Linked DNA regions of Sus scrofa: region 1 is linked to region 2. A link is a contact called in public Hi-C data. All regions are on one chromosome and are shown on one strand. The core of a region is the stretch at or near the end of the contact, and the rest is flanking DNA. Distances in the headings are between cores, read along the strand shown. Region 1 holds the start of TXNDC17 (thioredoxin domain-containing protein 17). Region 2 holds the start of SHPK (sedoheptulokinase).

Region 1 (7,066 bases), core at 2,103-4,602, 1.0 Mb after region 2:
GAGGTCAGGGAGTGTTTGTGGTTAATTACTAATAGGACTCTCGACCTTAGACTATAACAAAGGTGAGGTGCCTCAGATACTTGTGCTCATTTGGGAAAGCTAACTTTTTTTTTTTGGCAGATACCACAAACCAGGCACTATGTTAAGTGCTTAGTTGCATTCTCATTTTATCCTTAGAACAGTCCTTGTTCATAAAGGAGAACACTTAGGTGTAGACAAGTTAGGAACCTTGCCTGTGGTTACACAGCTAGTAGGTGATAGTCAGTGAGACTGGCTAAAAGGCTAGGTTATATGGCCTCCCACCACTAGGTTGTATGGCTTCTGACCTCTCCGCCACCTGCCTCATCCCGCACAATCAGACAGCTGTAAAACAAAAGCAGGGGCTGGATTAGATGTGCCTTGCTATCCTTCAGTGGTTAGATTAAGTTCTACATTCTAAAGCCAAAGATGTTTTAGGATAACAGTTCTTTTGTAAGTTCATGGAATTTAAAGTAAAAGATCCTAACTTCTTTAGAAGTCTGGAAACTATCTTCTTCACTATCAGCGGCTTTTAGATATTTCTGCCCATCTCCAATAATATCCTCCCCTTTGGGCTACTACTGCTACTCCTGAAGACTTAGTTTATCCTTAGTTCAAACATATCCATATATTAAAGCAGACTAAGGGTTCATGAGCATTTTAATTGTACTCTCTATTATTTAGACATACACAGTTTTTCTTTTAATCATCATTTATTTATTGCTAACATGAATTCAAAGCAAGTGTGCAGTTTCTTTTATACTAGAGCAAATCAGGAAATCAAGACACAATTGCCATCATCAAATCTTACTCTTCAGAGAACAACATCTCCACGAGGTTGGTCTGAAGACACTCAGATTCTACCAGTTTTTGAGGCTGTAAAAGAAGAACAGTCTTATTTTAACCCATCACTACAAAAATGTTATTAGGAGGGGAATGAGTTCTGCCTTGAATGACACAGATCTTGGAACAGAAATTATCAACTAGTTGTAACACATTTTATGAAATAGTTAAGGTATTTGCTTTAAGGTAAATCATTAAAATTCTTGGCTCCCTGGACTAAAACAGGAGACAGCAAGCCCAGTGTCCCCCCTTTCCCTTAATTCTTCAATTCAGAATTCCAGGGTCATGACTTAACTAGAGGTGCCCTTTCATCAAGAATTATGGATTAAAGAGAAAGCAACATTGATGGCACTCTTTTAAGGGATTATATGTTAACCAACTTTGTTCAGCAGTGCCTACCGAATTTAAAAATAAGAATGGCTTGGGAGTTCCCTTCGTGGCTCAGCGGTTAACAAACCTGACTAGGATCCATGAGGATGTAGGTTCGATCCCTGGCCTCATTCAGTTGGTTAAGGATCTGGCATTGCTGTGAGCTGTGGTGTAGAAATCCAATGTGACTTGGATCTGGCATGGCTGTGGCTGGCAGCTGTAGCTCCGTTTCGATCCCCAGCCTGGGAGCTTCCCATATGCCACAGGTGCAGCACTAAAATGCAAAAACAAAAACAAAACCCCAGCCAAACAAACAAAAAAGAATGGCTTTTAAGAAAGCACTGAAAGAGCTAATATTTGCATTATTAATAATTTATTGGGACTGGCCATAGGGATAGACAGCTTTTGTGCTATGAATCCATGCTAAAGAGCAATATGATATTTGGGATGAAATGTCAAGGTCTTTTCAAATTTGAATCCAGAACAAGTTAAAAGAGTTGATAGGGTGAATTGTATCCCCAGCACAGTTAAAGAAAGATACTCACTGTTCCATATTTAAGTAGTGTAGGCACTGCGGTTAATTTCAACTTTTTCCTGAAGTCATTATTTGGATCTTTCCAACTATTTCAAAAAAAGAAAAGTGATCATGAAAAATTTACTTGGTTTCTTACAGTCTGCTAAATATTTGATGTATTCTTACATTTAGTCTTCTAGTAATCATTGTTTTTGTTGTGAACATTTTAAAGACCTTGACTCTATGATTTACTCCCCTGTGCAAAGTTTTCACGTGAGTATATACTAAAATATAAATGTAAAGACAATTAAGTTCCAAAGGAACATCACGGCAAATTCATTGAATTACCCCTACCTAATACAACTGGATGATCACTCAGATTTTTAATTTGTATTTTATATATTCTGATTGCTTGACTTATCCGACTATACCTTAGAACTCAGAGTCTGAGTCCCAAAGCCGTTCCTACCTAGGTCTGGGAAATAGAGTACATGTGGCCACTTACTAAAGTCTTTCTCCTACTTGGCAGTAGATGAACACACATCCTTCAACAGTATGCTTCAGCCCCTCTCGTACAACTGGTTCAGCTTTAAAAGAAAAAAAAAAGTTGGTAAAAATTAAAATAATTACACACCAACAGTACAATCAGCACTGATAAACAGTGCCCCTCTCGCCTCTCCCCTCAGGCTTGGTAAGTACTCAGACTTTAACCTGCAGTTAACTGAGGAGGTTAACAGAAGTCAGGTGCTGTTTTCTGATTTGAGAGCCACTTTAAAAGAGCAAGGACCAACTCTTAAGTCCTGATTTGTCCCCACACCACGGAGCCCAGAAAAACGAAAGACATATTTGTTGACATCCAAAAGAAACCACCTCGTGTCTCCTGTAAGACACTAATCAAGGAAGTTAAAAGTTCCAAAGGACTAGATTCTAAGATTACCTGAGTGGAATGGTAGAAGAGCACTCTTGGCGGGGTGGGAAAGGACTTAATAGGAGAGTCGGGTACAGGGTTGGAAAAGACAAAAGACAGCTCAGATCGCTCTGCGGGACTCGGGAGCAAGACTCCCTCCGCTTCTCCACCCTGCTCAATGGCCACAGCCTCAGCTTTCCTGCCAGGTCCTCTAGGCAGGAGACCCGAATCCCGGCCTCACCCTGCACGCAGTCGGGGCACCAGCTTTTCCCTTCGGCGTCCTTAGAACCGGAAAAGTAGGCGAAAATGGTCTTGCCATTGTGCTGCTTCACAGCCTGTATGAACTCTTCGTAGCCGGACACGCTCACCTCCTCGTAGCGGGCCATCGGGAAAGCGGGCCTGGGACCGCGGGAGGTGTCTTGGGCCGCACGCCGCAGCTGGGACCGATCCCCTGCGGGGCGGAGCGAAGCTGTTTCCGGGTGGGCGGGGACTTGAGGGAGCCAGCCAGGCTCTGAGGTGCTACGGGTGCCTCCGATGGCCCTAACTCGTCACCATCTTTCTGCTCTCACGTCTCAGGTCTTTCCGTGCTGGCTGCGCCCACAGCCCCCGGATTCTGCCCCAGTATGGTCCCAGTCCCGGCCCTAGCCCCATGTGCGGTGGCTGCAAAACCTGCCGCCGCGCTGCCCCTGGACCCTTAGGTGGCTCCGGAGCCTTAACGGCTCCCAAGCCACCCTGCGCCTGTTGCCATGGCGACTGGGCGAGCGGCCGGAAGCTAGGCCTAATAGCGGCCCCCCCTGCCCGCTTCCCGGTAGCCGCGCCGAGCCCCAGGCCAGGTGGGCTCGGGCCAGAGCTGGGGGGATTCTGGGAAGCTGCGTTAGGAGTCAGAGACGTAGGGAAGAGGAGACCTGGGCCCGGGGCAGATCCTGCCGCTCGTCGGCTCTAATTTTCGTTTCTTCTACTGAGGCTTTAGTCGGGCGTCCGGGACAGGGCGGGGGCAGGGGGCTGTGAGGGAGGAAGGCTGCGAGGGTTAGAGCTGAGTGTGAGTGCGTGTGGGGAGCCGCCTTGGGAGCTGGTGCCAAGACAGGAAGTGCCCCAGAGCTGCCTTGGGAAGGCGTGAGTCGTCCTGGAGCTATGAGCGGGATGGCTGGCCAGGGGGCCCTGCGGGGGCTGCGCGGGGGCGAGCCAGCCGCAGAAACGCCGGGCCGCTGCGTGGGGCCCAGCAGGTCTGGGCGTGGAGTCCGGAGGCCGTGGGGGAAGAGATGGGGTTCAAGGACCACTGGAGGCCGTGGAGCGAAGCGCTGGGCGAGGTCCTCCGTGCGGCAAACGCGCTGTGTGAGTGCAGAAAGGCTGCAGGACTGCCGGGGACAGTGGGGGAGAAGACAAGCAGCGGGGACAGCCCAGGCCGCCGGGGCGAACGAGGTTGCGGGGACACCTGGCACTGCAGGCTCTATGGAGGCTGCAAGGGACCCTGGGACTGTATGGGTGAACGGGGCTGTAGGGATACCCCAGGTGGTGGGGCCTGTCGGCTCTGTGTGGGTGACTGGCAGTGGGGAGGAGGAAGAGTCGGTTTATAGGAGCCCTCGGGGCTGTGAGAGAAAAGGTCGCCCGGGATCTATGGGGCACGAGAGCATTCTGGAGCTATGGTTGAAGGTGCAGGCCATGAGGGCAGCTTCGGGATGTGGGGAAGGAAGCAGAGTCGAACTCCATCCTGTGCCTGCAGGAGAGGGGTTGCTTGAAAGGGGGATTCCTGGCCGGGCTTCCTGGGTGGAAACCAGCCGTGGTGGTCTCACAGGACCCTGGGTGAAAGGGCAGGGTAGGGCAGCCCCCGGGGACTCAGGAATAGCTATAGCTCTGGGCCTGGGGGCAGGCTGTGAGAGGGCTGCAGTCGTGTGTGGGCAGGGCCAGCCTGTGAGGATACCCTCTGTGGCTTTGCCTGGCGCTATGGAGGCCAGTTCTGGGATTGCCCCAAACCTGCCAGGGAGGGGACAAGCTGTGGGGGTACCTGGGGCCAAAGAAGGGATAGACTATGGGGTTGCCCCAGGCTCTCGGGGAAAAGGACTGACTGTGGGAGTGCCTGGGGCCATGGGGTGGCCCAAGGCTGTGGAGGTACCCAGGTCTGTGGAAGGAGAGCTAGGCTATGGGGGCGCTCTGGGTCTGTGGGGGAGAGAGCAGTCAGTGCAGGTGCCTGGGGCTCTGGCACAGGAGGCAGTCTGCGGGGATACCCCAGGCTTATGGAGAAGGGTGCAGGCTGCCGCGGTGCCCGAGGCCATGGGGGTCCTCAGGGCTGCACCGGAGGAAACTATCTCTGTGGGTGCCCCAGCCCTATGGTGGAGGAGACAAGCGGTAGAGGAGACAGGCCCTGGGGGTCTCCCTGGCCTGTGGGGCGCTGGACAGCCTGTAGGGGTACCTTGTGTTATTGAAGAGGGAGCGAGATATGGGGGTGATCCAGGATTCAAGGAAAGGGGACAGGCTCTGTGGGTAGAGACAGGCTCTGGAGGCAACTCAGGGTCATGGGAAGCTACACAGACTGCAGAGGTATCTGGTCCTGATGAGCAGGAGGCAGGTTCCGGGGGTGCTCCAATGAATATAGGACAGGTGATGGGAGTACCTAGGGCCTGGGGAACCGAACAGCCTGTGGGGGTGTCCCAGGCTGCGGGGCTTCCGGGAGCTGTGGAAGAACCAACCAGCTTCGGTGGTGTCCCAGGCCTGTGGGCTAGGCAGCGGGCTCGGGGGGTGCCTGTGGCTGATGCAGTGCCAGGGGTTGTCCGGGATGAGATGTGCGGTGGGAATGTCCTGAGTCTGTGGGAAAGGAGTCAGGTGATGGGGGAGCAAGCGGCTCTGGTGCCTGCAGCTTTAGGGAGACCTGGGTCTGTGGATCAAGAGCCCGGCTGTGGGGACGCCTCATGTCTGAGCAGGAGGAGACAGGCTGAGGGGTCACCTGAGACAGTGGGGATGCCAGAGGCAGCAGGTGTGTCCAAGCACAGGTGTGCGCCGGCAGGGGTGCCCACAGCTGTGGGTGCGCCTAGGTCTGGAAGCATACCTGCCAGGGTGCCTGCTGCTGTGTGGGTGTCTGGCTCTGTGTGTCAGGAAAGCAGCTCCAGGGATGACATGAACCTGTGGGGCAGGGCTCATCCTGCCAGGATACCCGTGGCTTCAGGGGTACCTGTGGCTCCGGAGGAGGTGTGGCCTGTGGGAGAGGACCCTGGTTCTGAGCCTTTCCGAGGATCATGGGGAAGGAGACAGGCCGTGGGGGTTCCCGGTTCTGTGGCTCCTGAGTTACCTGGACTTGTGGGAGAGGAGACTGGCTCTGAGTGTATCCCAACATCTTGGGGACGGAGACAGAGTGCCAGGGTTCCTGCAGCTGCTGAGGTGCCCGCCGTGGCTCCTAGGGTGCCTGGTCCTCTAGGGGTGGAGACTGGCTCTGGGGGTTTCGCCCACCTGCCAGGAAGGAAGAAGATGGCAGGAGTACCTGTGACCGCAGGGGTGTCCACAGCTGCCTGGGCGCCTAGGCCTGCACAAGAAGATGCTGGTTCCGAAGGTGTTGCAGGCCTGTGGGGAGGGAGAGAGACAGTGTGGAGACCTACAGATGCCAAGGATCCCACCAGGATGGGGATGCCTGCCACTGCCAGGGTGCCTGGGCCCATGAGGGAAAATCTGGGCCTCGGGGGCATCTCAGGCTTGGTGGGAGGGAAACAGACTGTAGGAACATCCATGGCTGTGGGCCTGCGCACAGCCCTGGGGGTGCCTGGGCCTGAGCAAGGAGAGACACTCTCTGGGGGTCTCTTGAGCTTATTGGGAAAAAGACAGATTGCTGAGATGCCGGCAGCTGCTAGCGTTTCCCTGGCGGTGGGAGTGCCCGCTGCTCCTGGGGCCCCTGGGCCGCTGGTGGGTGCTGCTGGCTCTGGGGATAGCTCAGGTATATGGGGAAGGAGAGAGGTTTCTGAGATGCCCGCTCCTGCCAGGGCTCCAGGACCTCTGGATGGGGAGACAGCCTCTGAAGGTGTCGCAGGTCTGTGGAGAAGGAGACCCAGTGGAGCCATGTCTGAGGCTGTGTCTTTGGGGATGCTTGCAACTGTCGGTGTTCCCATGTCAGGGCGTGGGGCTGCCGCAGTGTGGGTGACTGGGTGTGCAGAAGAAGGATCGAATGCTGCCGTCTCGGGCCTCAGAATGCCGAGGAGACAGTCCATAGAGGGCCCCGGGGCTTCAGCGGGGGAGGCGGGAGGTGGAAGTGTCCTGGGGCTGGTGGGGCGGAGCCAGATGGAGGGGGTGTCTTACACCTGTGGCCGTGGGACCAGGTCATGGAGCTGCCCAAGGTGCGAAGGGGAGGAACCGGACTATGAGAATGTGCCAGGAGTGTCCAGGGCAGGCACGGCCGTGGGGGTGAATGAAGCTGAGGAAGTGCCCCTGGTGTCAAG
Region 2 (6,161 bases), core at 703-3,202:
TGCTCAACATCCTACAATGCACAGGACAGCCCCCCCCCCACAACAAAGAATCATTCAACCCAAAATATCAACAGTGCCAAAGTTGAGAAATCCTGCTACAAATGAAATTACAGCAATGCATTTGTCCCAGATCACAACACACACGAGGATGCAAGGGGAGTTATTACCCTAAACCCCTCCCTAGGCAGGTGCGGAGCCCTGGGTGTGCCTGTAAGCAAAGAACAGCCTGTTAAAAGCTGGGGGAGTGGGGAAAGTGTTCATAAAGTGGCCCTACTTCAAGAGAAAAGGGCACTGCCTAAACTCACCCCCTAGAATCCCAGCTCTGCCACTCACATCCACAGGGTCAGAGCTGATTTTCCCTCCATTTCATAGTCCATAAAATGAGATAATCATTCTAAAATACCCTGATGCCCCCAACCAAACTAATTTTGAAAGGTCCTATGAAAATGCAAAGTGTTCCTGAAATCTTTGTCCTCTAAAATGCTTCTGAGCAGGATGGACTCTGAACCCTGTAGAACGGAGTCCAGGTATGTGGCAAGAGCTTATGAACAACAAAGCTCTTAGGAGTGAAGCTTGGCTCAGAAAATTGAGATTTGTGGCTGGAAGGGACCATAAAGGTCACTTATTTCAACTCTGAGAACAAGCTGAGATCCAGGAGGAAAAAAAAAATTCGTGAGGTTACACACAAAGTTCCTTGATGTTAATTTCTAGTGTCAATGATCTGAACATAAGCTACGTTTCTCTGGGAGTTAATGGAACCCAGCTTTGGGGATTGACATCCTTTCGGAACCCATATGCCTCAGCTGAACACACGGAGGTGAGATTTTGTTTCTATCTTGTAGCTTTAACAATTTGAACTTTTTCTAATTGTTTTTTCTTTTCTTTTCTTGTTTTTTTTTTTTTAGGGCTGAACCCTTGGCACATGGAAGTTACCAGCCTAGGGCTGGAGTTCAAGCAGCAGCTCCTGGCCTACACCACAGCTCACAGCAACACCGGATCCTTAACCCACTGAGCCAGGCCAGGGATTAAACCCACATTCTATGGATACTAGTAGGACTCGTTACCGCTGAGACACAATGGGAACTCTGACTTTTTCTAATATTTTAATCAAGATCTCTCTCAATGTCTTTCTATCTGTCCTGATGTCTTTCCTCCAAAGGTGTATCAGCCTTTGGGGCTGGGGCACTTTTGCTGTCCAAGTGTTTGAGTCCCTCCACTCACAGACCTCTTCTGGGACTGGGGCAGGTTACATCTGGTTGAGAAAGGGGCAGGCTACATCTGATTCTACATCTGATTTCTCAAGGAAAAAGCAGACCTTGCCCTAGAGAATCGAGGACACTGGCAAATGTGCGGGGCAGAGAGCCACAAAAATAAGGAGACCTGAGATCTCTCCATGTATAAGAGAGCAACTACCTGCAGGTCAAGGTACACAAGGTAAGAGTGCAGAGAGCAAGGGGATATACATAGAGAGCCAAGGGCAAGGCTCCTCGAGAAGGCCGGAGAGTCGGGAAGATCGGTGCCAGGAGGTGGGAAATTTCCTGAGAGGAAACCTAATGGAGGGAGTTGCAGCAGGCAGGCAGAGATCAGGCAGGCTGGAGCTGTCAGGGAGACTTGTTTGAGGAGGAAGAGTGGAGGCTCCTGGAGGCGGCGCGACTCCAGGACGCTGCCTCACCTGGGACCCGGCCGCCGCGCTCTGGGCCGCCGTCTCGGCCTGCGCAGCTCGTGCACAGCTCGCCAGTACCACGAACCCGGAAGGGTCACCCGGTGAGGCTTCCACCAAGGCCGCCTTCACAGATGTGGTGCCCAAGTCGATGCCCAGAGTGACAGATCGAGCAGCCATGGCAGCGCTTGCGTCTGGGGCCGAGGCGCCCTCTCCCGCACACTTCGCCCAGGACCAGGGAGCCAAGGCGGAGCCTCGCCTGCCACTCTTTCCAGACACGCTGGACACGGGCGAATTCGTCTCCCCATTGGTTGAGGAAGGTTGAGTCGCGCGCCCCGCGTGACCGTCCCCTGCTATAGGCGGAGCCGTGGTGGAGGGCGGGACCTAGGGGCCCCGCCCCGCAGAGCAAGATTTGCGAATTGGAGTGAAGCTTTGTCCTCGCTCAACAAAGTTCTTCGGGATACCGAGAGGCGCTGGGGGATGAGAGAGCCTCTGTGGCCCTATTGCTGACTAAACCCTCTCACATACCCGAGTCCCCATCCCTGCCGAGTTGCCTGCGCCCCTCCGCTTCGCTCCAACCCCTAATTGTCCCTCTGAGACGCGGAAAAACTACAGCTCCCAGGGTGCATCGCGCCGAGATCTGGCCTCCGTGAATCAGGTGGCTCGGGTCAGGTGACTTCTGGCCCGCCCCACAGTTAAGTCAAGCCGGCGGAGAGAGGCGGGTACCGTCGAGAGCCGCTCCTGCGTCCAGTGCAACCGGTCCTCTGAAGCTAGAGGACCTCAGGTGAGAGCCTGCGCGGCCCCGAAAGCCTCTCCCCCTCATTTCTCAGGCGCACCCCCTGAGGTCCAGAGACTCGCACAGCAAGCCAGTTGGACAGCCTGCCGCGCTTCCAGCCTCTCTTAGCTGCGCCGGGTTCTGTCTCTTGCCGCCAGCCCCGGCCTCGCGGAGAGCCCCCAGATTGAAGGGCTCGGGTGGTAGCGAGTGGAGGCAGGGACACTAGGCTGCCGAGGTGCTTTGGGAGGCTCTACAGTGCAGGTTAGCGCCCCTTTCCCCGCCTTTTGCTTAGTTGCCTCCTGAATCTGGGTCTGGGAGTTTGCAGATTGCTCTGCGGATGTGAGACGCTGAAAAGACCACTTCGAACTCCTTTTAGGGTGCTCAAGTGCCAGCCTGGCCCCAGGGGAGTGGGCAGGATGAGATCCGGCCCCGCCCTCCGGGGCTTTCAGGATAGAGAAAGGGAGGACGACTGGGCCCAGCCTTTTTCAACAACATTGAAGAAAACAACAGCCCGGGCTTTGTGAGAGCTTGCTAGGCGCCCTGGGCACCAGCTGTATTTACTTTATTGTTTCTCAACTTTTTTTCCTTACCAACACCCACCCCCTTGAAGTTTTAATACTTCTGATTAAAAGGCCACAAACCGTGCTTAATGTTTCATCTCATATAAGCCCTATGACTTAGTTCCCACTGCCCATGTTTTCACTTTAGGAAATTGAAGCTTGAGGAGGTTAAGTAGCACCCAGAGCCACACAGCTAATAAACGGGGAGCTCAGGTTCAAACCTGTGAAGTCTGTCTCCAAGGGGCACACTCTTTGCCACTGTTTGTATTAATTTCTCCAAGAGAAGATCCAGGGAGGTCCAGATTGTAGAACAGGTGACAGAATTAACCAGATACCTGACTAAGTGCAGCTGCCACAGGTTGCCCCCTGGGAGGGGATTGGCAATGGGAGGCTTCTTGAAAGAGGTGGCATCTGAGTGAGGCTAGAAGAGCAATATGCCAGACTCAGCCCATCGTGGTGAAATTCTCCATTTCTACCTGTAGCGTTCACAGAGGCTAGTGTGCCAGCGGCATACAGAAGTTCCTCAGCCGGGGATCAAACCCACGCCACAGCTGTAACCAGAGACCGAAGTAGTGACAACACCGGATCCTTAACCCGCTGAGCCACGAGGGAACTCCAGTTTTTGTGTAGAATTATTAACCTAATCTTTTCCTAACATTTTAATCAAACCATATATCTCTCAATATCTTTCTACCTGTCATGATGGTTTTCCTCCAAGGTGCGTCAGCCTTCGGGGCCGGGGAACTTTTGCCGTCCACGTGTTTGAGTTCCTCAGCCCACATTCCACTCCTGTGGAATGAGAGAGGAACCGGTTGGGCTTGATTCTGCATCTGAATTCTCAGGGAAAACCCAGATTCTGCCCTGGGGAAGGAACTGAATCCTAAGCTTGAGGACATACATCCTCAAGTGTGAAGAGCCGAGAGTAGCAAGAATGAGAGGGAGGTCATTCCCCGTACACAGGAGAGCAACTTCCCAAAAGTCAGGGTACAGAAAGCAGAGGGGCAGAGAGGCTGAGGATCCCTTGCCAAGGGCAAGGCCTCCAGAGGAGGCCAAGGAGGAGGTAACGGGGGCCAGCAGGTGGGAAAGTTCCTAAGACCCATTGATCCGGGGGAGCTGTAGCAGGCAGAGAGGCCCCTAGGTTGAGACGAGGGGAGTGGAGGTCAGGCAGGACGCAGCAATGAGGGAGACTCTAATTGGCTGCACTGTGGCATATGGACATTTCCCTGTCCAGGGACTGGATCCAGGCCACAGCTGCACCAGATCCTTTAACTCACTGCCGGGGCTGGGAATTGAACCCCCACCTCTGCAGCAACCGAAGCTTCTGCAGTTGGATTCTTAACCCACAGTAGGAACTCAGAGGGATTTTTTTGTTTTGTTTTGTTTTTGTGTGTGTGTGTTTGTTTGTTTGTTTGTTTGTTTTTGAGGGAGGGGAGTATCAGGATACCTTTTGAGGTCTTTGGGGGAAGCTGAAACCAGAGCAGGAGCAAAGAAATTTCCACACAGACCTCTCCTACCCTCTCACAATTTGCAGGCATCCGCAGAGGCTATAAAGAGGTTGCAGAGTCTGAGCACTGAACCCTGAGGCAGCAGAAAGAAACTAAGTGGCAGATATTTCGCTCACCTGCCCCATCTTGACCTGTGGTTCACCTGTACCTTTAAGCACCCGGTAACCATCTCCCACCCTTAACCACTAAGCCACTCCATGGCTGATCTGGGGCTTGTCCCTCACTGGGTCCCATCATGAGAGATCCTTGCCAGTCTGGGAGAGGTGACGCTTGGAAAATGAAAAAGTTTGACTCAAGGGTCAGTTGATAGCATTAACCCACTGATGCTGGTCCCAGGATAGGGAATGCAGTTCATTTCCTCAAGGTTAGTGGGTTCACAGAGTCAAATATCTGTCCACAGGTTTAATATCTTTTGAAAAAAAAAAAAAAAAAACCCAGCCAATAAGGCTGCATGCTTTCGTTCTGTTCACTAGGTTGCACAAAGCAGTTGAAGAGGGAGAAATTCAGCATTTGCTCACTTCCTCAGAGTGGAACCTTAACCAACCCACTTAGCCTCTCTGAGCCCATTTCCCCACATTTCTGAGAAAGGTAAGCCCTCCCCGGGGTCCCCTTCTCCAAGCTGGTGATGCAGAGGCCATGAGGTCACAGGGTAAAGTGAAAGTCCTTTATGAACTGTCTGTGCCATGGTTCCTGATGACATAGTGTCCACTTGTTGCTGAGCTGATCTGACTTTAACCTGAACTTCTCTTGCTGTTCGTTTTTCATCCTAGTTCTTTGAAATCGAGGAACATGATAAGGAAGTGGCTGGTTATTTTTATCCTGTCCCCCCTGAAGCTTATAGAGAAATGTGGTAAGTTTACAAACGTGTTATCAGCTGTGTCAAGAGGGAAATGGAGTAAGTAGCCCGATGTTTTTGCAACCAAAGATTTAGGCCCATTCAGACTGCATGTGTCCACCTGCCCCTGCCCAGGTGGCCAGGTAGTGGAGCAGACCAAGGTCTGGAGTCCAGGAGTTTTGCCAGGAGCCAGATGGTTCCACAAATAATTGGCCTTCTGCCCAGGATGGTGGTGGTGGTGGGGGGGTGTCTCCTATTGCCTTTTCTGTACCACCAGTATCAAACAATGGAGCTCCAAAAATCTGGGATAATAGCTGTAAAGAAGCACTTATGGCCCTGCCCTGTGAATTGCAAAGAGGGAGTTATGGGTCCTGGGAGATGCTGCAGAAGCAGGCAAGGTGGCTACCTTGTTGCACCTGGTTTGCTAGGCACAGAGTCCTGAGGAGCCTGCCCAACATCCCCTGGTAAGATGAAAAAGCCCTTCCCCTAGAGAGGGACTGAGGAACAGGGCGCAGAAGGGGTAGGGGCCTCGTGGAATCCAAGCTGGTTGTTGAAAAACATGTCAGCGTTTGGGCATCCTTGGAAGGCTTGACTTCAGAGCAGGCCCTTGAAGTTCTGTGTCATTCCATCAATTCTCCATTGCCCAAACGTTGCCGAAATTCCTTCCACGAAAAGCTGTGTAGAGCCTCCAAAGGACACCAGACCCAGGATCTTGATCATCGGCTTGACTGTCGTCAAAAATCAAATACGGGAGTTCCCATGGTGGCTCAGCGAGTTAACCCAAGGTTGTCTCTCTGAGGATGTAGGTTCAGTCCCTCGCCTCACT

The links. A called contact is a pair of places that touch in the nucleus more often than the background predicts.
Region 1: a contact with region 2 is called in a Hi-C map of liver, with 5 times the contacts expected there. The contact joins the promoter of TXNDC17 here to the promoter of SHPK in region 2. A contact is called at or near these places in 1 of 5 promoter capture datasets (liver) and 1 of 47 Hi-C or Micro-C datasets (liver).

The regions. Positions count from the first base shown.
Region 1 is chr12:50,733,957-50,741,022 of Sscrofa11.1, forward strand. It overlaps TXNDC17 (thioredoxin domain-containing protein 17), which reads right to left and starts at 3,353. Exons shown (of 4, transcript XM_003131877.4): 1 at 2,893-3,353; 2 at 2,250-2,331; 3 at 1,776-1,851; 4 at 713-894. The coding sequence starts at 3,037. The coding sequence ends at 826. KIAA0753 (protein moonraker) reads left to right here and starts at 3,202. Exons shown (of 19, transcript XM_003131876.4): 1 at 3,202-3,484. MED31 (mediator of RNA polymerase II transcription subunit 31) reads left to right here. Exons shown (of 4, transcript XM_003358216.4): 4 at 1-513.
Region 2 is chr12:49,730,367-49,736,527 of Sscrofa11.1, forward strand. SHPK (sedoheptulokinase) reads right to left here and starts at 1,953. Exons shown (of 7, transcript XM_005669118.3): 1 at 1,673-1,953. The coding sequence starts at 1,840. It overlaps CTNS (cystinosin), which reads left to right and starts at 375. Exons shown (of 12, transcript XM_021067682.1): 1 at 375-817; 2 at 1,304-2,444; 3 at 5,271-5,350. The coding sequence starts at 5,290.